Linked DNA regions of Mus musculus: all the other regions are linked to region 5. A link is a contact called in public Hi-C, HiCAR-type and HiChIP or PLAC-seq data. All regions are on one chromosome and are shown on one strand. The core of a region is the stretch at or near the end of the contact, and the rest is flanking DNA. Distances in the headings are between cores, read along the strand shown. Region 1 overlaps Gm35835 (a long non-coding RNA gene). Region 2 overlaps Gm35835 (a long non-coding RNA gene). Region 3 overlaps Gm46143 (a long non-coding RNA gene). Region 4 overlaps Gm35940 (a long non-coding RNA gene). Region 5 has its middle 32 kb from the start of Gm36227.

Evidence for each region. Hi-C and Micro-C count contacts between places; a contact is called where the count stands out from the background. HiCAR-type assays count read pairs that join an accessible place to other places. HiChIP or PLAC-seq counts read pairs in DNA pulled down with a chosen protein or histone mark.
Region 1: a HiCAR-type map of fibro-adipogenic progenitors shows a contact between it and region 5, with 4 times the contacts expected there. The contact joins two enhancer-like sites. A contact is called at or near these places in 3 of 15 datasets of contacts at CTCF or cohesin (the NIH/3T3 cell line and stem cell-derived epiblast-like cells), 18 of 484 Hi-C or Micro-C datasets (3T3-L1-derived adipocytes, the F1.1 cell line, adipose-derived mesenchymal stem cells and 11 more), 17 of 115 datasets of contacts at active chromatin or transcription factors (the NIH/3T3 cell line, SST interneurons, craniofacial prominence and 13 more) and 1 of 9 other capture datasets (embryonic stem cells).
Region 2: an H3K4me3 HiChIP or PLAC-seq map of embryonic forebrain shows a contact between it and region 5, with 5 times the contacts expected there. The contact joins two enhancer-like sites. A contact is called at or near these places in 3 of 15 datasets of contacts at CTCF or cohesin (the NIH/3T3 cell line and stem cell-derived epiblast-like cells), 13 of 484 Hi-C or Micro-C datasets (adipose-derived mesenchymal stem cells, brain, cortical glia and 7 more), 19 of 115 datasets of contacts at active chromatin or transcription factors (the NIH/3T3 cell line, SST interneurons, astrocytes and 14 more) and 1 of 9 other capture datasets (embryonic stem cells).
Region 3: an H3K27ac HiChIP or PLAC-seq map of the NIH/3T3 cell line shows a contact between it and region 5, with 3 times the contacts expected there. The contact joins two enhancer-like sites. A contact is called at or near these places in 1 of 15 datasets of contacts at CTCF or cohesin (the NIH/3T3 cell line), 10 of 484 Hi-C or Micro-C datasets (the HL-1 cell line, cerebellar granule neurons, cerebellum and 5 more), 17 of 115 datasets of contacts at active chromatin or transcription factors (the NIH/3T3 cell line, craniofacial prominence, embryonic basal ganglia and 12 more) and 1 of 9 other capture datasets (embryonic stem cells).
Region 4: a Hi-C map of embryonic fibroblasts shows a contact between it and region 5, with 6 times the contacts expected there. The contact joins two enhancer-like sites. A contact is called at or near these places in 1 of 15 datasets of contacts at CTCF or cohesin (embryonic stem cells), 36 of 484 Hi-C or Micro-C datasets (the 3T3-L1 cell line, 3T3-L1-derived adipocytes, the C2C12 cell line and 20 more), 20 of 115 datasets of contacts at active chromatin or transcription factors (the NIH/3T3 cell line, astrocytes, cardiomyocytes and 16 more) and 1 of 9 other capture datasets (embryonic stem cells).

What each region holds. Positions count from the first base shown.
Region 1 is chr9:41,714,085-41,717,686 of GRCm38.p6, forward strand. The region is part of intron 2 of Gm35835 (a long non-coding RNA gene); the gene reads right to left. Among named protein-coding and RNA genes, the nearest start is that of Gm35835, 22 kb to the right of the region's middle. Within about 2 kb of position 1,312, at least 8 of the 459 cell types and tissues checked have an H3K27ac peak or open chromatin away from gene starts, as enhancers often do. A contact at or near this core is called in fibro-adipogenic progenitors and pancreatic cancer cells, where this site is marked.
Region 2 is chr9:41,696,414-41,700,057 of GRCm38.p6, forward strand. All of the region lies in intron 2 of Gm35835 (a long non-coding RNA gene), which reads right to left. Among named protein-coding and RNA genes, the nearest start is that of Gm35835, 39 kb to the right of the region's middle. Within about 2 kb of position 1,813, at least 53 of the 459 cell types and tissues checked have an H3K27ac peak or open chromatin away from gene starts, as enhancers often do. A contact at or near this core is called in astrocytes, brain, cortical glia and 9 more, where this site is marked.
Region 3 is chr9:41,763,250-41,767,296 of GRCm38.p6, forward strand. It overlaps Gm46143 (a long non-coding RNA gene), which reads left to right. Exons shown (of 2, transcript XR_001779341.1): 2 at 981-1,896. Among named protein-coding and RNA genes, the nearest start is that of Gm46143, 4.9 kb to the left of the region's middle. Within about 2 kb of position 2,497, at least 95 of the 459 cell types and tissues checked have an H3K27ac peak or open chromatin away from gene starts, as enhancers often do. A contact at or near this core is called in the NIH/3T3 cell line, craniofacial prominence, embryonic basal ganglia and 10 more, where this site is marked.
Region 4 is chr9:41,807,437-41,811,490 of GRCm38.p6, forward strand. The region is part of intron 1 of Gm35940 (a long non-coding RNA gene); the gene reads left to right. Among named protein-coding and RNA genes, the nearest start is that of Gm35940, 3.8 kb to the left of the region's middle. Within about 2 kb of position 1,600, at least 60 of the 459 cell types and tissues checked have an H3K27ac peak or open chromatin away from gene starts, as enhancers often do. A contact at or near this core is called in the C2C12 cell line, the HL-1 cell line, the NIH/3T3 cell line and 7 more, where this site is marked.
Region 5 is chr9:41,949,258-41,953,311 of GRCm38.p6, forward strand. No RefSeq gene overlaps it. Among named protein-coding and RNA genes, the nearest start is that of Gm36227, 32 kb to the left of the region's middle. RefSeq lists an enhancer at 1-4,054. Within about 2 kb of position 1,809, at least 231 of the 459 cell types and tissues checked have an H3K27ac peak or open chromatin away from gene starts, as enhancers often do. A contact at or near this core is called in the C2C12 cell line, the HL-1 cell line, the NIH/3T3 cell line and 25 more, where this site is marked.

The DNA.
Region 1 (3,602 bases), core at 62-2,561, 240 kb before region 5:
CTTCTAAAGTATATAAGACCCCTCTTGCCAAGGAATAAAGGAGCCTCAAGGCTCATCAGTCTGGGAGAGTTTATATTCTATAGAACTTGGAGTTTGGAGTCACCAATCTGCCATAAAACTCTACCCAGCTCCAGTTCTCCTCCTTTCCCCATCTATTCTAGTTACTTTTCTATTGCTGTGATAAGATGAAAAGTGACTTATGGTAGAGTTTATCTTTGCTTCCTGCGCCAGAAGGCTGAGTCCATTACGGTGGGAGCCGTGTCATCAAGTAACAGGCATGGCAGAAGGAACAGGAAGCTTAGAGATCACATCTTTTATTTCAAACACAAGGCAAGAAAACTAACGGGAAGTAGAATGAGGCTTTTAATCTCAAAGTCCACCCCCAGTGACGTACTTCCTCCAGCTAGGCTGCACTACTTAAGCATCCTCAAGTAGTGCCACAAACTGGAGATCAAGTGTTTAAATACCCATGCCTATGTGGGACATTTATCATTCAAGTCAATGCACCATCTTTTAAAATAAATAAAATAAAATAGACACAATGAATATGACCCTTGCATAATGGCACATGCTCTAAATGTGATAACTGATAGAAATTGCTTGCACATAGGATACAAGAGGAAAACTGTCAGCTTTCTTCCGTCTACAGAGTCTGAAACCAGGATGGATTTATTGTCTCTGTCATTTACTTGAATAGGATGAATGAAGTAGGCTTTATGGTGTCAAGGGGGACATAGGTGCAAAAAGTAGAAAAGCATGCTGTTCTGTAAGAATGCAGTGACATCCCAGAGGACACACCTACCCAGTGGCAAAAGCCAGCACCTCTCTTCTCTAAGGATGAGTCTATGCAGAAGGAAGAGAAACAGGTTCTATGTGCATCTGGCTGCTGTACTTACACATGCTTCCAGGAACTGAGCACACAGTTGCTGAGCCCATAGCCAACACTGAATGCCAGCTCTGAGGGGCATGCTGAGAAATGCTATAGGACAATTTGCTAATCTCTAAATGCTCATAGTGGAAAGTCCAAAGATTCCCATGACAGCAAAGGAGTTAGAACATAAAAGAAAATACTTTACCTCACTAATCTATTTCTCTGCAATAAATTATTACCAATCCAGAGGACTAGAACCGGAAATGCTTTAGCATTTCACAGATCCTGTGGTTCTGAAATCCAGGAGCAGTTTACTTGACTCAGGATTGGGGTGTGTTTGAGGATTAAAGTCAAGTTGTTGGCTGGGCTTGCAGTTATCTACAAACTCACTTGGGAGGCAGTCCACTTCCAAGCTCAGCCACACACTGGCTAGAAAGCTTCACAGAACTTCCTTGTTGGCTTCCTAGATGTCTTCACACCATAGCAACTGTCTGTCAACTCCCTAGGGTGGCTCATGACATCACAGCTGGCTCCTTTCAAAGCAAGTGAATCAAAAAAAGGAAAGGAAAAGAATTCTCCCCACATGGATCAATAGTCTTTTTACAATTTATATTTGCAAAAAACACCCCATCATTCCCTCTCTGCTTACATCATCAAAAGTGAGTCATTACAAACAGGCCTATGGTCATTACAGGCCACCTCGTGAGAGAAAGAGAAGCTAAGAAAATACTGAAGACTCCTTAAAACGGACACAGTCAAGAATCCAGTTGTAGAGACAGGGACCTCTCAGTGGTTGTGCTAGGGAAGTTTTGAGATGAAAATGACATGATAGATTCTGAACAGCCTGGTATCTACTCACAGTAAGAAAAGTGAGATCTGATCTCAAGCTGTCTAAAAGACTGTTGGGTTTGCAGACTGCATTGTCCTGTTTCTGGCCCTGAACTACATTTCCCAATCTTCTTTATTTGCAACTGTGAGACTCCATCTACAACCAATTAAACATGATCAGAAGAGACAGCCAACCTATAATGGTTAGTTTTAATTGTCAACTTGACACAATCTAGAACCTTCTGGGATTGCGGAGATCAAGTTGACCTGTGGGCACATCTGTGGAAGATTGTGCTGATTATGTTAATTGATGTGGGAAGATTCAACCTCACTGTAGGTAGTACTATTCCTGGTTTTGGGTCTGGGATTGAACAAAAGTAGGGATCATGAGGTGAGCAGTAGCCATACATTCATTCTTTCTCTCTGATCTTGACTGTAGATGTGACTGTGCACTTCAAGTTATAATAGATTTTAACTTGGCCTTATAAGCTAAATATGCCCTTTCTCCCCAAAGTGCTTTTATTTTCCAGGAAATTTTTAACATGATAAACATAGTAGACAAGCCTCAGAATTCTTCCACTATACTCCTATATCAGGAGATAGAGGTAAGTTCACCAAGAATTCAAGGTTAGCCTTGGCTACACAATGAGTTTGAGACCCTGTCTCAGAAACTGAAGAATAGCAGAAAGTCTTTCATATCATCACTTTTTTTCTGATGAATGACAATACTAATTGAAGAAGACTCCAGGACCCGGTAAGGGTAGAGCCATAAAGAAAAGAAGTCTAAGCCTCACAATGAATAACTGGAAATATGCCAGAGCAACCGCAGCTAATGTGAATTAACACAGGCAAAACAACTGTTTATGGTTGAAATCACTAGGGACTGGGGTGTATTTGTTATAGCAACTAGTCTGGTTTATTCTAACCAAGTCACCATCTCTTAGGGGAGTTGGTGTTAGTACCTCATCACTATAAAGGCAGGCTCTGGGATCCGACAACCACCTTTTGGAACACACGCAATGACCTAAAGACCTCCCTTAAGAGTTTTCCTCCTTTTTCTAGTATGCTATCGTGGGGAACAAGCCTCTAACACACAAGCCTTTGGGAGAATTTCAACACCTAACATAGAAGAAAATACTATAGATTAAAGAATGTTAAGCCTACAAGCTGCCCTAAGCATGAACAAGTGAACATTTATTCATCTGCAGACATCAAAAAAATTTAAGAAAGAAACTTGGAAAGTTATCTAGAAGCCGTGCCCTATGACTGGTGAGTTTCTGGTGTTACTCTTGTTCATAGAACATTCTCTAGTGAGTAAGCCTTTACTATGATTATGGTATGGAATCCATTCCAGCATAAGATTATTAATCAGTTAAATATACTTTTTTTTTAACTTTGGGGGAAAGCCAATCAGCAAGCACCATTGACAATGGTGTGATTTTTGAGTTAGACAGACCTGTGGTTCTTTCGTACTTATAACTTACATCACTTTGTTTTTCATTCAACTTCTTTGAGTTGAAGTTTTCTAACTTTCAAAGCTATTGTGATGAAAATAGTAATGACATAATTTACCTAAGATTGCAAAGTGGGCTAACTGACACACACACACACACACACACACACACACACACACACACACATATATATATATGCAGGTTATACATAGTAATTTAAGAATTGTTCCACTGTTGTAATATTGTAATATTATTTTGAAGAGAGAATTTTCCATTCTTTGAGTCTTCAAGTTGATTCACCACCATCACCACCATCATCAATTTGTGTGCATGTGTATGTTCCTGTATATGATTATGAGTATAGGTATATATTTACTGCATGTGTGTATATATGTAGGTCAGAGAACAACTTTTGGCAATACATTTTTTCCTTCTACCACGTGGTTTCC
Region 2 (3,644 bases), core at 563-3,062, 250 kb before region 5:
GTACTGGTTAGTTCATATTGTTGTTCCACCTATAGGGTTGCAGATACCTTTAGCTCCTGGGTACTTTCTCTAGCTCCTCCACTGGGGGCCCTGTGATCCATCCAATAGCTGACTGTGAGCATCCACTTCTGTGTTTGCTAGGCCCTGGCATAGCCTCACAAGAGACTGAGCCCCACTTTTAAACCCCAGCTCACACTTTCTTTTGAGGGAATGACAGTTTATTTAAGGTTACAGTGTAGAGAATCTAGTGTAGGGGATGCATGATATTGGAAGCACAAGGTGTCTGCTCACATTGGGCCCACTGGAAGGTAGCAGAAACTTACTTGTTCTTACATACTTTTGAATCAGTTTACTTCTCTTGGGTATGTTGTGATTATTTTTTTTCTTCACAGCTCCTAGCCCTCTGACCTTTAACCCACAGTCCTTGTCCCTGTATCTCTGATGACTTGGCAGTTACATGTTTCTTTGATTTGAGTATGAAAGTATTTTTTGTGATAGATGAGGCTGGGAACTTTGTTAGTAATGAGGCTGGGGCTACCACCCAACTCTATTCAGGGCAAAGTCTGTTACTGAAAGGAACAAATATTAGGGTAATTATTAGGAACCCCTACTCTTTCATATTTATGTAATAGCCTCCATTTTTTGCTAGCACTGTATTACAGTAGCCTCACTTATGTTGGTTGTGAAGTCTTTTGAAACAAGAAGCTCAGGACAGAACACATTAAAACCCACCCAACAAACTCCATCACTGTTAACTCCTGAGGAAACTGCTTTCTGTTGGGAAAGACCTTGCACACAGAGCATTTTCTGCTCTGCTGTTTTTCTTTCTTTTCTCCTTCCCTGATCTCCTGCCACCTTCCTAATATATTCAGGTCACACCAAGACCCTGAACAATGACTGCTTACAAAAAGCAGTTGGAAGCCTTGACTAGGAAGATAAGACAAGGCAGGAGACATGGAGTGAGAGCAGGGTAGGAGTAAGGCCAACTCAGGGGTCCTAGGAGCTGGATGTTAAAAGAAACCCAGAGATCCAGAAACAAGACAACAACAACAACAGAGTTTATGGGAACTCCATGTTAGGGAGGAAGTCAAGAATGTAGCCTGGTAGCTACAGTATCAACTCCAGGGCCCTGTGAGTGAGTGCTTGGGTCAGTTGGTTCTGAATTTCAGAGAAAATCTAGACTGCTATGTATGGATGCAGGGCCACCATTTGGTACAATTCTTAGGAGCATCTGTGTGTGTGTGTGTGTGTGTGTGTGTGTGTGTGTACATACTATTATGAAGTCTAGGTTCGTAATATTAGTAAGTTGATTTGAGCCTTTAAAATGTTAAAGATAAAAGACAGAGAGATTTCTGCTAGGAACTCTTGCTGGCTGCGGAACATGCTAAGTGAACAGTGTCGAAACATACACTAAGCTTTGTCCTCCTGGAGCGATGTCGTATTAGTGGCCATCAAAGCAGCGAGCTGACAGGCCTAACTTTCCCGTGGAGATGTTGTGAAAGGGGCGATTTGGGAAATGAGTGGGCTCGCTGGCCCCCATCAGTGTTCAATGTGCTACCCGGGAGCCAAAGCACCAGCCGTCGTAATTGCTGCATTTGTTTAGGGAGGTGCGTTCCCAGGCAGCGGAGCCTCATTTCAGCGCACATGCCTCTAATTTGATGTTTTTAAATTCAGCTCCAAGACTGTCGTCAGGCGCTTGTCCCCCTCTTTCCTTTAACACTGACCACCTTGTTCCCCTTTCTCCCATGAACAGAGGCAAGCAGTGTGTATTGAAAGCCAACAGCCTTTGTGTGGCTTGAGAAATCTGAGGCTGACATCTCCAGGCCCTTTTTGTCTCTCTCGCCTCTCTCGGGCCTGTGACCTGCCAACCGGGTTTGGCTCTCCCAGGCTTTCGTCATGTTGCATATCGATTGCTTTCCTTTCCTTTATTTGTAAGATGCTAAACGACAGACCCTGCTGCACAGTGACAGTGGCTTTGGGCTGTGAGTAGGTCAGCCAACATCCCTAGGTGCTCAGGTTCAGTGACACTTCGCTGGCTTAGCTGCTGTGACATCAGCAGCTCCTAAAGGACCCGATTGATTTCTTCCAGATTGCTGTTCTAAACTCTCAGATTCTTCTGGGATTTCACTCTGCCTTTTTGAATGTGTTCTCTCTCTCTCTCTCTCTCTCTCTCTCTCTCTCTCTCTCTCTCTCTCTCTCTCTCTCTCTCTCTCTGTCTTTCTCTCTGCTTCTTTCCTTTCTTAGACCTTGTGATCCTTAGGTACTGGGCTTACTAATTACCCCCAATGCTGGCACCTGACAGCAGGTGGTCACCATTCTGTTAATTATGTCCCGGGGCTTAGAGAGGCTCTTCTAATGACATCTAATCATCTACCTTCGACTATTGGGCTGAGAGCAGGTTGCAGGCACACTCTCTTTCCCTGAGCTCTTTGAATTTATTCTTACGGTCTAGCACCATGCCTGAGAGGTAGATGATAGACTTGCCGAGCACCAGGTTCCTTCTCTTGTGGCTGGGGAGTAATCATGGCCTAAATGCAGGGAACTGGATCGACACAGAGTTGATTTACTAGTCAAACAAGCCAGCTTCAGAAAGTGTAAGCCAGAGATCGGCAAAAGATTAAGACTCTAGTCCCCCTCAATCCACAGGGTCATTTAGCACAGATCTGCCACTTTCCACAGTCCAATGTAGAAAGTAGAAGGAGATGTGTTTAATTCTTCCACAGGGGAGTAAAGAAGACTGCTGTATAACGTGTGCAAGGCCTGGGCTGCCAGAAAAGTCAGTGTAAATCCTTGTAGTGCTCTTCCCATGAACGAATGGGCCTCTGCCTTTCATCCAGAAAACAGGGAAAATATCCCTTTTGAGCTTGTTTGAAGTGCAGCCAAGAGAATTAATTGTGCATTATTTCCAGAAGGTTTGGTATGCCATGGAGGCAGGTACTGTGTGCATATATGTGTACAGACAAAGGTAGATAGCTATAGCGATAAGCCTTCACTGACTGCTTCAAGACACGGACACTGAAAGAAATGAATTATGGGTAAGGGGAACTGTCAGGTAGGGAGTATTGGTCAATTTTCAGGAACTTTAAAGCAACTGTGATGGATGTGGAAAGAGAGATCGATGGAGAACTATCAATAGGGATTTCACTGTGAAGATGTCATTGCCACCGGCTCACTAGTCCCTCCAATGACCGCAATCTGAGCAAATTAAAAGGGGGAGCATTATTTCTCATGTAACAGTGGAAATAATAAATCAATCACATACTCTCACAACTGAGGAGATCAGTCTCGGAGGTCAGGGACAGATAATATTGTTCTGGGTGAATGTCAGAGGTGTCTTACCTGATCAACAATCATGATCATAGCTTTGGTGTGCCATTGCAGATGAGCCTAACAACACTCTTTACGATAGACAACCAGACCAAGTTCCCTTTCCATATGAGAGGTGATACTCAGAGTCAGACTGTATACAATGGCCTAGAAGCGTGCAGGTGTAATCCTGGCTTATTGTTCCGAGGGTAGATTGTGTCTGCCTGTCCTCATCCTTCAGGAAACCCTCTTTTTGTTGGTGCCCCACCCCCCCATGGCTTGATGCTTGCATGTCTGTTCTCCTCGGTAAAACTTTAGCCCTGAGTCAGCATATACTC
Region 3 (4,047 bases), core at 1,247-3,746, 190 kb before region 5:
GGAAGATTTGAACATCCCAGAGAACCTGAGTGTTCTAGAGGTCAACCAGGATGACACCACTGAGCACAGAGATGAGCAGCTCGTGACAGTGGCAGGTCGGGGTCCTCAGGAAACTCTCTTCACCATCCTGACTGAGAAGACTAAAGGATAGCTTCTTTATATTTACTCTTAAGAGGGGTCCGTGCATCAGCCTCAAAGAACTATAAAACAAAATTTAAAAAAAAAATCAACCTAGAGGAGGTGAAAAAGAAGTTCCCTGTGCCAAGCTCTCTGCAGCAGATCTAGAAGGTATCAAGAGCAGAGTAGACATCAGAAATTATGGCAATTCTTCAAGGACATCTCCAACACAGAGCCTGCTGTGTTGGGTCAAAAGCTCAGAGAATATTCTGCACTTCAGGCAGTCTGGAGGTAAATTAATAGGATGCATGTTAAAAATGAACAAGGAACTAGCACAATTACTAATTCCAGAGGACATGAAATGGGATCAAAGAAAATGGGTTTCACATATACCCTGCAGCTCATGCCCGAATGGAATGTACATAATGTTTCTAATCATGTGAAGCTTAACCATAACTCATCAGAACTTTAAAATAAATAAGTGAAATGAAAGAAAATGGGGGTGAGAGTGAAAGAAAGAAAGGGGGAATGGGAAATGCTTGAAATCTGTTTCCCCTGCAGAGTTTCTACTAGGAAGCTCTTGCCTGTGTGAGGATATCTGAACCCTCTGTGTGACGCTCTCACCCCAGCCCTGTACCACCTCTGGGCTGATTAGAGCTGCCCACAACCTTGTGTTTTCCAACTGTGCCTGCTTCCCTCCTAGCTCAGGAGTGTCCCCTCCTCTCCAAGTTGGATCCTTTCTATTCTCGGCACTCTGTGAAACTCTTCATGGCCACCCCCATTTCCAGGGACCTTTCCCCCTTTTAAATTCCCAAGGCAGTCACTATGTGCACAGAGTTAGGCTTGGGGATTTTGCATTTCAGCTTTCCAGGAGATGTGTGCAATGCCTCTGTACGGGCCTTGAGGACAGATTCTCCTACTGTGGCTCAAGGGGTGCCACGGAGCTGTCTACATGGTAAGAACATTAATATTTTTTGAACAAATTAGCTAATTAATAATTAAGTTACTTTATTTGATGTCTCCCTCATGTGAGGCTTTTGTAGTTTTTTCCAGTGAACAACAGGGGTTGGTTGTGACTTTCTACTGATCTCCTGCTCCTGTGGTTCTGGGACTGTGACAACAGAATCTGTCATTTCTTAGATATCCTGCATGTTCCATGCACAGAGCACGGCACCCGGGGAGAGGAGATGATTTGAACACAGATGGAATGTTCCCACTCCAATTGGTGGCAATTTTGCTTTGGATGAGCTGTTGATAACAGAGCCTAGTGGGAAAAGAACCAGCAGATAGAGACAGTGGTCAAACCAACACTTGGCTCCTTGATGAAGAGAAAAGGCAAGAGGTCTCCCAAATCTTAAAGTATTGGGAGTTCAACCTCTCTTCCCACCCCTTCCCTTGGAAGGAGTGGGGATGGCAGGTCATGGTGGAGGTTCTGAAGATGCTAATTTAAAAGTCACATAGAGCTTGTGGTCATTTGCCCAGGAAATGATCTCCGCAGGCTCAAGAATTCGAGCATTTACTGCCCAGTTGGTGGCACTGCTTGGGGAGGTTATAGAACCTTTGGAGGTGGCACTGACTTGAGGAAGATCACTGGAGGAGATGGGGTGCTTTAAGAGTTTTATAGCTTTGCCCAAGTTCTGCTTCATTCTCTACTTTGGGTTTGGTCTTTGCAGGAGTGATCTCTGGACTTGCTGCTCCCGTTGTCAGCTTCCATGCCTCCCCCACCATTATGGACTCCCCCTCTGAAACTGTAGTCAAAATAAACTCTATCTTTCATAAGTCCCTTTTGGTCGTGGTGTTTTATTACAGCAACATCAACAACAGGCCTCACACACAAATTACACGCAAATGACTGCATGTCTAGACATGGTTGCTGTCCCAAATATATCTATATCTAAACACACACACACAGAGACAGACACACATACACACACAAACACACACATACCATACACACAACCACACACACACACACATATATATATATGGGTATATCTCCAACTGTTTTTTGAATCTAAAATCTAAAGCACTTTTAGTTTCATTTGCTGTAAACAAACAAACAAACAAAACAAAAAACAAAAACAAAAACAAAAACCAGATTCTTGGCCTCTAGTTCGAGCATGCTGTTCATAGATCCAAAGGCCCAGGAAATACTCCAAAGATCTCTTGGGAAGAAATCAGCAAATGGTACAGTTCCATGAAATAAACCCACAGTTAAATAGTCTTGACCTTGAAGTAGATAAAGATCAAGCCTCGAAAACACAGTGTTTGAGCTTGAACCGAGGCATCGGCACTTTGTTCTTAGCAGGCCAGGACCAAGTGTGTCTGTAGGATGCTAAGAGGATTGAAAACACTTGGATGAGTGAGGTCATTTGTGAGAGATTGTGTGGGGCTGGAAATTCCGCCAAGGTGCTCACCACAATGTTTGTAGAAAGCCACACCCTTTACCATTGGGTTGACGACTTCCACAATTCTAAAGGTTAACGATTTTGTGGATCCAGGCCTCGCCAATACTGTACCTCTCAAAAGCTTCATTTATCTTTCATCTGGGGGATTTACCAGTGACTTTTACCTGCACGTATTCTGTTGGCAGGAGTAAGACAATGAAGTACAAGGTTTTGCATATCCTTAACTCACAAAGCCAATAAGGATGCATTTGCTGTGGAGGAGCAGACAGAATTCTGGGGAATGTAGTCACAAAGAAAAACCCACAGTAAGTGCTGCTTGCTCACAGAGGGAAGGCAGTTCAGGTGACATTTCGTGGTGTATTCCACGGTCTGTTTGGACACCTGAAGCTTTAATTGAGGTTGGTCTCTTGCTTCAGGGAACCCCATTTCCTGAACACACTGGAGGCTACACACTCAGTACAGTTAAGTGATGCTGATAAAGAGCTGAAGCAGATGTTTGGGGAGGGAGGGGAGAAGCATGGTGTGGTCAGTTATCAGAGCAGGTGAGGCTTGTGGTGCTCTGTGGGAGCACTGAAGAGTTCTCTATTATGAAAGGTGAGGGGAGAGAAGAAGCAGACCCTGTTTCTCAATACTGACAACTCCTTGCTCTCAAAGGAACAAATCCATCTTTCTGCCTCTTGGCAGCACAGCACTCACATAGATGGATTGGGGGAGCTTTTCCCCCTTCTTCTTTTTTCACTATTCCCAAAGAAAGGCATTCAAGCCTTTCTTAACCTTACATTCCAACCTCTCGTGGTGCCTATACTCAGGAAATACTTCTTCAGGTTTAACTAAATCCCTCTCTGCAATGTGAGACCATTGCTATCCTCCAAGGACTCACAGAACAGCTGCCTGGCACCTGGCCAGTCACACCATTCCACGTTTCCATTGTTCAGGGGAGGAACAGCTCGAGGCTTTTGCTGATTGGCTCTCACCACCCAGCAGGAACTCAGGCCAGAACACCAGGCTGTGCTGAGGCTGCTTTGCTGGGACATGAAGTACTAGTCTCCCAGGACACCATTCTCCCAGGCTCAGAAATCAGCACACGTGACTTAACACTTCCTGAGAGTGACATGCTCTGTGAGGGGGTTTGAAAGGTGGCTGGGAATGTCTCTATAGTGCCTCACCTAGCAAGTTTAATAGGTGTTATATCTATTGTGTGTGGAGAAAGAAAAAAAAAAAGCAAAAAACATTTCAGGTAGCCCAGGCTGGCTCAAAGTTGCTATGTTGCCAAGGAAGGTCCTGAATACTTCCTTCTCCTGCATCTGCCTTGAAAGTACTGGTGCTCTTAGGCATGTGTCACTATGGTAAGCTTTATAGCTCTCTCTCTCTCTCTCTTTCTCTCTCTCTCTCTCTCTCTCTCTCTCTCTCTCTCTCTCTCTCTCAATCAAGTAAAGAAAAGTAGGCTCAGTCAAAGGCCACACAGATAAGAAATGAAGCCCCGAGTGGACTCTCATATTGTGAGCATTCAGGTTTGGTGTCC
Region 4 (4,054 bases), core at 350-2,849, 140 kb before region 5:
AAACTCTGCAGTGCATAGCATGCAATAGCCTCAAATATGGAAGAGGTACTGCAGGCAGCCGTCGCTGGTGCTCGGTGGTGTGACACCCTGTGCAAGTATGACATTGTGTGCAAAGTGAATACGTTGTGTGTTTAGGACCAAGTCTGCAGTGAAGTCATGTGATACAGTACAGGCAAACTCTGCAAGAAACACCTCAGGTTCACCATAGGGTTGGTTTTAAATTAATTTTGATGGTTATGTGCTTGAGAGCCGTACATCACTGCTAAAATTTTCTGATCCCCACATTCAGCTACACCCATGTTTTAAGAAGCTAAAGGCCTGATGTGGTGGTTTGAAGAGACGGGTTTGAAGATCTTATATTTGAACGTGTAGACATCAAGGAGTGGCACTATTTGAAAGGATTAGGAGGTGTGGCCTAATTGAAGGAAGTGTGTCACTGGAGATGGGCCTAGTTGCTCTGTCTTCCTGCTGCCTGTGGATCCACACGTGAAGTTCATAGCTTCATTTCCAGCACCATGAATACCTGTGTGCTGTCATGCTTCTACCATGATAATGGATGAAACCTCTGAACTGTAATTTCAGTTAAGTGTGTGTGTGTGTGTGTGCATGTGTGTATACATGTGCATATATGAATGCCCATGGCCATCCTGTCTTTTCACAGCAATAGAGCACTAAGAAAGAAGACCATAATATTGAGGTTTTACCTTCAATGTAATTTTTCATGCCTACTTCTCACTGAATCACTATAAAGAAGCCAAAGAAAAATCTTCCTGAGCAGTGCCTGCCTTAATTTTCTTACTGTAAGAATCACACACCTACTCAGCCCATCTGTCATTATAGCAATGTTAAAAAGTGACATTCTTAAGGTGTAACAATGAAGATTTAAGTGAGGCCCATGTTTCCAAGTGAAGCCCTAATGTTTGATTCAGATCCAGTGATTTGAATCAAAATATTTCCATGGGAACCTGCAGCCAGCCTGAAATACTTACTCCCAAATTGAATAAATCTTTTTTTTAATAAGTTCTGGGTTTTGTTTGTTTATTTTTTATTTGCTCTCTAAACCAATACAATGAACTGAAAGACAGTTTTAAAAACAATACTGACACATGCAGATAAAAGCTGTCCTTTCTAAACAGTATTTAAACAATAAAATTAAATTTCTTTGAGCATCAATTCCCTGAGCTGTAGACAGTGTCTAGTACAATGGAGAACAAATGGATGAGTGAATGAATGAAAAAAAAACTTTGTTTAAATGAAAGATTTATAAGATCTGAAGAGAAAGCAGACTATGAAAGACTTTCAAAACTTGTGTTCAGTGGCCAGTGATGAACTGATCAATAAGAAAGAGCCAGAAATGGTAACACATGAAGCTGGGAAACTCACAAAGTCTATCTTAAGATAGCATTAAGAAGAATACTGAAGGAAGAAGTCAGCCTATTGGGTCAGAAGATCAGGGTCACCAGAATTGTTATCATAGACTACCACAAACTGATTCAACTAATTTTCCGCTGAGCAATGCATTCCAGGGCTTTTGAAAGTCCCCACACTTCACAGCATGCTTCCCCAGCAGGAAGGGCCCCTTAAACATAATTTGATTCAGTCCATGTGTTTAGAAGAAAAAGGCAAAGACCCAAAGCAGTGGTGTAGCATGCCCGAGGTCACACAGTTATGTAGCCACCCACTCAATGTTCCTTCCAGGGCACCATGGTACCATGCTAAGAGTTCGTGGAAGGGATGGAAAGCCAGGATAGTGAAAAGCAGGATTCTAGACACAGAAGAGCTACTTAAGAAAGGATGGGCTCTAAGGATTCAGAGTGAGTGGGGAAAAACAGGAAAGAATGTAAAACATTGATGTAAAGGAGCCTCAAGACTCCCCGCAGAGCAAGAGGGACACAAGAACTTGGTTGATAAACATATGGAGAAGGAACATGGCTATAAATCCAGTTGGGACACTTCCTTTTCAAAGGATCTGTCCCAAACACAGCAATGTCACAGGAATGCAGGCTGCTTTGCTGTTGGCTGGAAGAAAGAGAAAGTGGCTTGAGCCACGCCTCATAGCAAGCATTTCCGAGTGAGATTCCATCATCCCAAGCGGTGCCAGAACCACCAAACCACCAAGGACCATGGGGAAATGACTGGCTACTCTGATCCAAGCAGAACCAAAGGATTGAGATGTTCCAGGAGTTGCTTTTAAAGAAAGTTTTCCCCTGCCCTACTGAGAAGAGAAAACCCATGAAGAAGGGAGAAATGGAGCTGTGTTACAATTCATCAGTAAAGCAGGAGAGCGAGAAAGGCAGGAACAAGGCGGCTTATATACTTTCCATAGCATGAAAACCTGTGGGCCTGGAAGGGAATGCAATGAGAACTTTTGACATAGACAGCCAAGATTTGGCTGCTGGACTGTTGGAATAGCTGCAGACACAGGGAAGAGTGAAACATGCAGCCTCCTAAGGGCTGGCATAAGAACATAGCCCGGACAAGAAGACAGGCAGCCAAAAGCCTAATTGCCTTAAAGTTCAGGTCGAGCCTGGAGACCCAGTGCTAGAACTTTGCCCAAATGAGGGAAATGGGGCTTCTGTCTAATGAACTCAATCAGGCAGATGGACCCTCTCACTTTCTACACTGTGTTCAGACTGTCGGAGATCAAGATAAACCACGGTCGCTCTGAAACAGTCCTTTCTCCTTTGCTCTGCCTGTCAATGGCCTCATAACCTTCAGACCTTTTTGAATGTTCTGTAGGAGCAAGCCGAGAATGATTGGACAACCAGTTGTTTTGTTCTGTTTTGTTTTTTGTTTTTAATGCATGTAGTGACTTCTTGAGGATTCTAATTAGGAGATGATAAACATGTAGGACCTTAGATCAAGTGTGTGAAGCATCAAGCCGCCTTCCATCACTACACTCTGCACACACACAAAGCAACAACTAAGGTGTTGAAAGAGACAATTGTGCCACACTGGCATGACTTTTATGTACATAAACTGACTATACCCTTAATTTCACCATTATATGGAAGGGGAAACTTAGAGATTAGAAGATTTAAATTCTTCCTTGGGTTATATAGTCATGCCAATCCGGTTTATCAACGTTGAACCACTTTACTATTTGCCATGTCTCCCTCAGCCTTTTAAGGCAATAAATGCTACACTTTAAATATATATTTATGTATATACACACACACACATATATATGTATATATGTGTGTATATATATATGTGTGTATATATAATCTACATTATAGTTATATATTGATGAAGTGGAACAAATACCTGGGATGAAGTAACAGTCTGGAAAACCAGATTCTCATCAGAACTGGGGCACTTAATGCTGGGGATGGACAGTATTTAAAATCTCTCGCCCTGCTTGTCTGCTTCCACATAAAGCCATAATGCTTCACCTCAGAGATGCATTCCATCTCCCACAGATTGATTCGGACAGAGCCAGTGTCATTAATTAATTAAGAGAACGCATTTTTCTGACCATCACACTCTACTGACAGGATAATTCTTTCATCTTCATGTGGAGGGACCAGTAAGACAGCAAGCACTTCTGTGTCTAAGTCTCAGGGTCCCGCACCTGCGACCTTTGCCTCTATGATGTCACTTTCCATCGTTCAGGACCTCCGTGTCTCTCCTCCCAACTCTTTGATAACATTTCTCAGAATCACTTTATAACCAGAGCACAATTAAAGAAGCGGATCTTGTGGCAACGATGATCAGTTCTGTATGCCCACACCTAAAAGTTCTCTTTAAGGTGCAAAAGATTGGTTGAGTGCTTTCTAGTGCAACTCTGTGATCTCCTTAATAAATCATATAGATCTATTAATGTTGGTTGAGCCTTTGGATATGATTAAGAAGAAAGTGGGCTACTTTATACAGTTGGTTATGAGAGAGCAAGAGCGAGAATGTCTCCTTGATGAGTAACGCTGGTCTTGATGGTCTGTTTATTAAAATGCTCCTTTCTACTTTACCTGTCTTCAGCAAGTATAAGCTTCTAACCCTTGGGATGGAACAGGACTGGCAGAGAGTTAGCCTGCCAGCATTACTTTCATTCTCT
Region 5 (4,054 bases), core at 559-3,058:
GATCGTAAGCAGTCAGAACTGAAAACCTCTGCACAGTCAGATGTTCAAAAGCTGATTCTCAGAAGAAAATCAAGTCAGTGAGTCCCAAGAACACTGGAATTCTTCCACCATCCCAAGGAGTCCTGTTGTCAATACGCCTGCTTCTCCAGCTTAGTTCACTCCCCTGCCCCCGGCTCAGCCCAGGTGGAGCACCATACAGTCTTACCATGCAGAGGCATGTATTTTTCAGAGAGAAAGGAATATCCAGGACACCAAGACCTCAAAACAGTCTGGAGGTGTTCACCCACCATTTTTATTTCCATGCTTGATTCACTGAGCTCAACCACCACTGGGCAGAGAAAAGGGAAGGACAAGATGGCCGCACAGCCAGCCTGCCTGGCAGACTCCGACCCCAGTCAGCCACCACCAGCTAGCTCTCCAAGGGCAGGACCTGAGGCATCTGCCAGATGGGTGCTGGCTTTTGATCAGCACCGAGTTGAGCCAGAGACCTGCTTGAAAGCCGGCAAGCTCCCTGAAATTAGCTAGCAGAAATCTCCCTAGCTTCCTTGACCACATTACTTGAAGAGTTTGAAGACAGATTGGAAAAAAAAATGCATGGATGGGGACCGCACAGTAAAGACCAGACCTTCTTTTCCGAGGACAAGTCATTCCAGCTCAGCCAAGGGAGGCAGGGCACCCTTTCTGCTCTCGTGGGTGGAACTGTGTGTCTTGTGGCCAGATTTAACTATCAGTGCCCCTGCACTCAGCGTGCAGTCTTTTAATCTCATAGGATAACACCTGTAAAACCCGAGACTACTAGAATGGGTCCCCAAGCATCCCTGCCTGGTGTGTGACACGCAAAGGGCTGTTTACAAGACATATGATCATTCCAGCGGGTCCACTCAGCAAGGTCTGCTGGAGGCCTCATCTTTTCAAGAGGTCCTCTGGGGTGTGGGCTGCTATCCTCAGGAAACACAGCTTGCATCCTTAAGGGAGATTCAGAAATCCCCCACAGCTGTTAGGAGGCTGTGTCTGGCCCTGGAAGGAGCAGCCAGGCCAAGGGTTAAACAGAGGCTCAGCGTGTTCTGTGCCTGGCAATAGCAGTCTACATGACTCCAGGCCTCTTGTCTCACAAACCAGTTCAGCTTATTCGCCCCAACCTTCATAAAACCCAGAGGTCCGTCCTAGATCGACAAAGAACTCCAATTCTCCCCAAGCAGGCTTCGTCAAGGTTCAACTGTTGACTCCCGCCTGAATCTCCACGTTCACTCCCTCTGGTCACCCTAGCTGCACGTCTGTTCAGCCCCCCTTTCCTTTGGGGATAAATCAGCGTTTGCGTTTTTTTGTTTTAATTCTTTCAAAGGATGAGGAATGTTGACACTCCTGAAACAAGCCTCTGATGTCTGGTTAGACTTCAGACGGCTGAGTGTGAGCGTACGCTGACGCAATCGGGCCGATTGGGTTAAACCAAATATTACAATCGCAAGAATTCATCTGGAACTAATAATTTTGAGGCCACCGAAAGTAAAAGGGCCCTCTTTGGGCTTGGCCAGTGGCAGAGGCCAGCTCGGGCCAATGCTGCCACCTGCCGTGGGCGCGGGGAACAGGGCGCGCCGCCTCGGCCTTCCTGTTTTGTTCGCGACCCCTATGCACCCACGCAAGGCAGGTTCCTCGCCAGCCAGACCAGGGCTATTTTTAAAACGCTAGCGCCTGTCCCCAGCCCTTAAGGTAAAGATAGCCAGTCTGGCCGCTCACTGTCTTCTCTGAAAAAGGACCTCTTCCCAATTATAGACCCAAGACTGGCTAGCAGGGCACTCGCAGTTGGAGTTCCATTAAGCAAACAACCCCTTGTGCTAAAGAGATCGTGTGTCGCAGGCTCACTTAGAGGAACGCTCATTTAAGGAAGATTGTTTTATTTTGCGGGAGATGAAGGAAACACACAACTCTGGGTTCTGTCGGCACATTGCTGAACTGCAAGTCACGTGCCAGATCCAAAAATGATGAAAACATCTGTTTTTGCTTTAGCCCAGCGAGGCCCCGACGGTGGGGAGGGGCAGGGAAGGGACCGTGGTGGCTTTGCTCATGAGCGCCATCTGCCGAGCCTGCCGGGGAAACGCGTGAGATCCCGGCACAATGCAAGTTGCCGCTCACCCCCGGGGAAAGGAGAGATCAACAGGTGGGGGTCTGTGCCCGGGAGACCACTCTCCTCGGAGGGCAACCCTGGCAGTGCCCTGGGAACTCTGCAACTCTGAGTTGTCTCGGGGTGTTCTCAACAAAGAGATCTTTCCCTGGTGACTGCTCTGGGGCAGAGGAAGAGACCGAGGGTGGCAGCGAATGAATTCTCAGGTTGGAAAGGAAGGCGGTAAGGGGGAGGGGAGGGGCTCTTGGTGTGCAGACAGTAAAATTTGCGGTTCGTGCCGGCTGAAATCTCCCAGAACAAAGAAACCACTTCCCAGCTCCCGCCCTGCACTCCCACCAACCAGCTCTCTTTCCTGCTATGGTTGTGCAGTAGGTCTGAGAATGCTCCAGAGTTCAGAGATACTACTGTCGTCAGGCAGAGCTTGTCCATCCCTTTCTGTGTAACTCGTCCACCCTCAAAAAGCCAGTGGTGGATCCCAGCTCTGAACAGGGACCTCACTGACAGCCATGACATACAACCTTAGCGTTTTGTTCAGTCTTCCCCAAGTTATTCATTGCTTGCCTGCCAAGTGCCTAACACTCCGCACAAGTGTTTGCAAGAAGTATATATGTGTACAAATACGTCAGAGGAAAACGTGTGCGTGTCAGCGTTACACACAATGACAGCTAGGACCTCAGAGGCAGGGAGAAGAGTACAGACTAGGGAGGGATGTAGAATCCACCTTTGGTCTCAGTGAGGAATTCCTTCCCCCAGCCTGCTTCTGCCCTAGCCTCCAGCCCTTACAGATAAGCCATTCTCAGCCTTTCTGGGAACATGGTGTCAAGGGACCATCATTTGCCTCCTGTCACTCCAGGTCAGCCGTGATCCAAGACCCAGGCTCCAGTCTCAGTTGTCTTTTCCTTACCAGATGGAGGTTCTTAGGTGTTACTGGGTAACTGTATGTGCTCCTACGTACCTGCTTTCCACAGGTGACAAGGGGTTAATAGAAAGAGCAAAACACTGGTCAAAAGATGCAGGCTTGCCAGGGGCTCCTGTGTCCCTTGACCGGGCTGGGCTGGTGGGCACATCCTCAGCTCTGGGGCAACATTCCCCAAAGTCTGTCTGTCTGTCTGTACAGTCTGACTGTGTCCTCTAACCTACAAACCGACAGGGTTAAAAAGGAAACTGAGGCTCTGTCTATCGGAGCTGCATCCTTTCCTATCCGTCTTCAAATAAATATAGAAAGCTTGTCCTTTATATGGGTCAGGAACCTGTCTATGATCTAAGGGATTTCAGAAAAAGACTCTTCATTTTTTTTACAGCTAAACACATTTTCTAAGAAGCAAGCCTGTCTGTCCTCCACAGAGCCTGACAGGAGCTATGTCCCCACTGACCATATCTGTTTCCATGGTACCGAGTGAGTTCTTAGATTACTAGGGCCCAAGCTAACCTTCTGAGTCCCTACAGACTCACCTGTCCCCAGCAGCGCTTGGCTCCGGTTCTCTACGACCACCCCATCTCCCCCCACCCCCATTGTCAGGGGCCTCTTTCCAATTCATTTCTTGTTCCAGGCCGTAAAAATGTCAGAACATGAAACTTCCTTTTAGCCTGGCTTAATATCAGTCTAGTATGGAGAGTTTTGATGGATTGTCTTTGTGTTCCAAAGAGGAAACCGTACGCTCACTGTCTCAAATTTCCTTTCTGCTCTCTAGGCCCTCCCATCCCCTTTTCTTTTTCCCTACCTGGTTCTTCAACAGGTCTGTGTTTGGGAGCAGAGAGGGAGGGATGTAAAACTTATTATACTATGTTATCATCTCAGAACTCAGATTTACAATGTTCTTATCAACATCAGAAAACCAAAAATCTCTAAAGTAGACTTCAAAAATGAAACAGTAAAAACAAAAACAAAAACAAAAACAAAAAAAACAAAAAAAAAAAAACAAAACAAAACCTGGG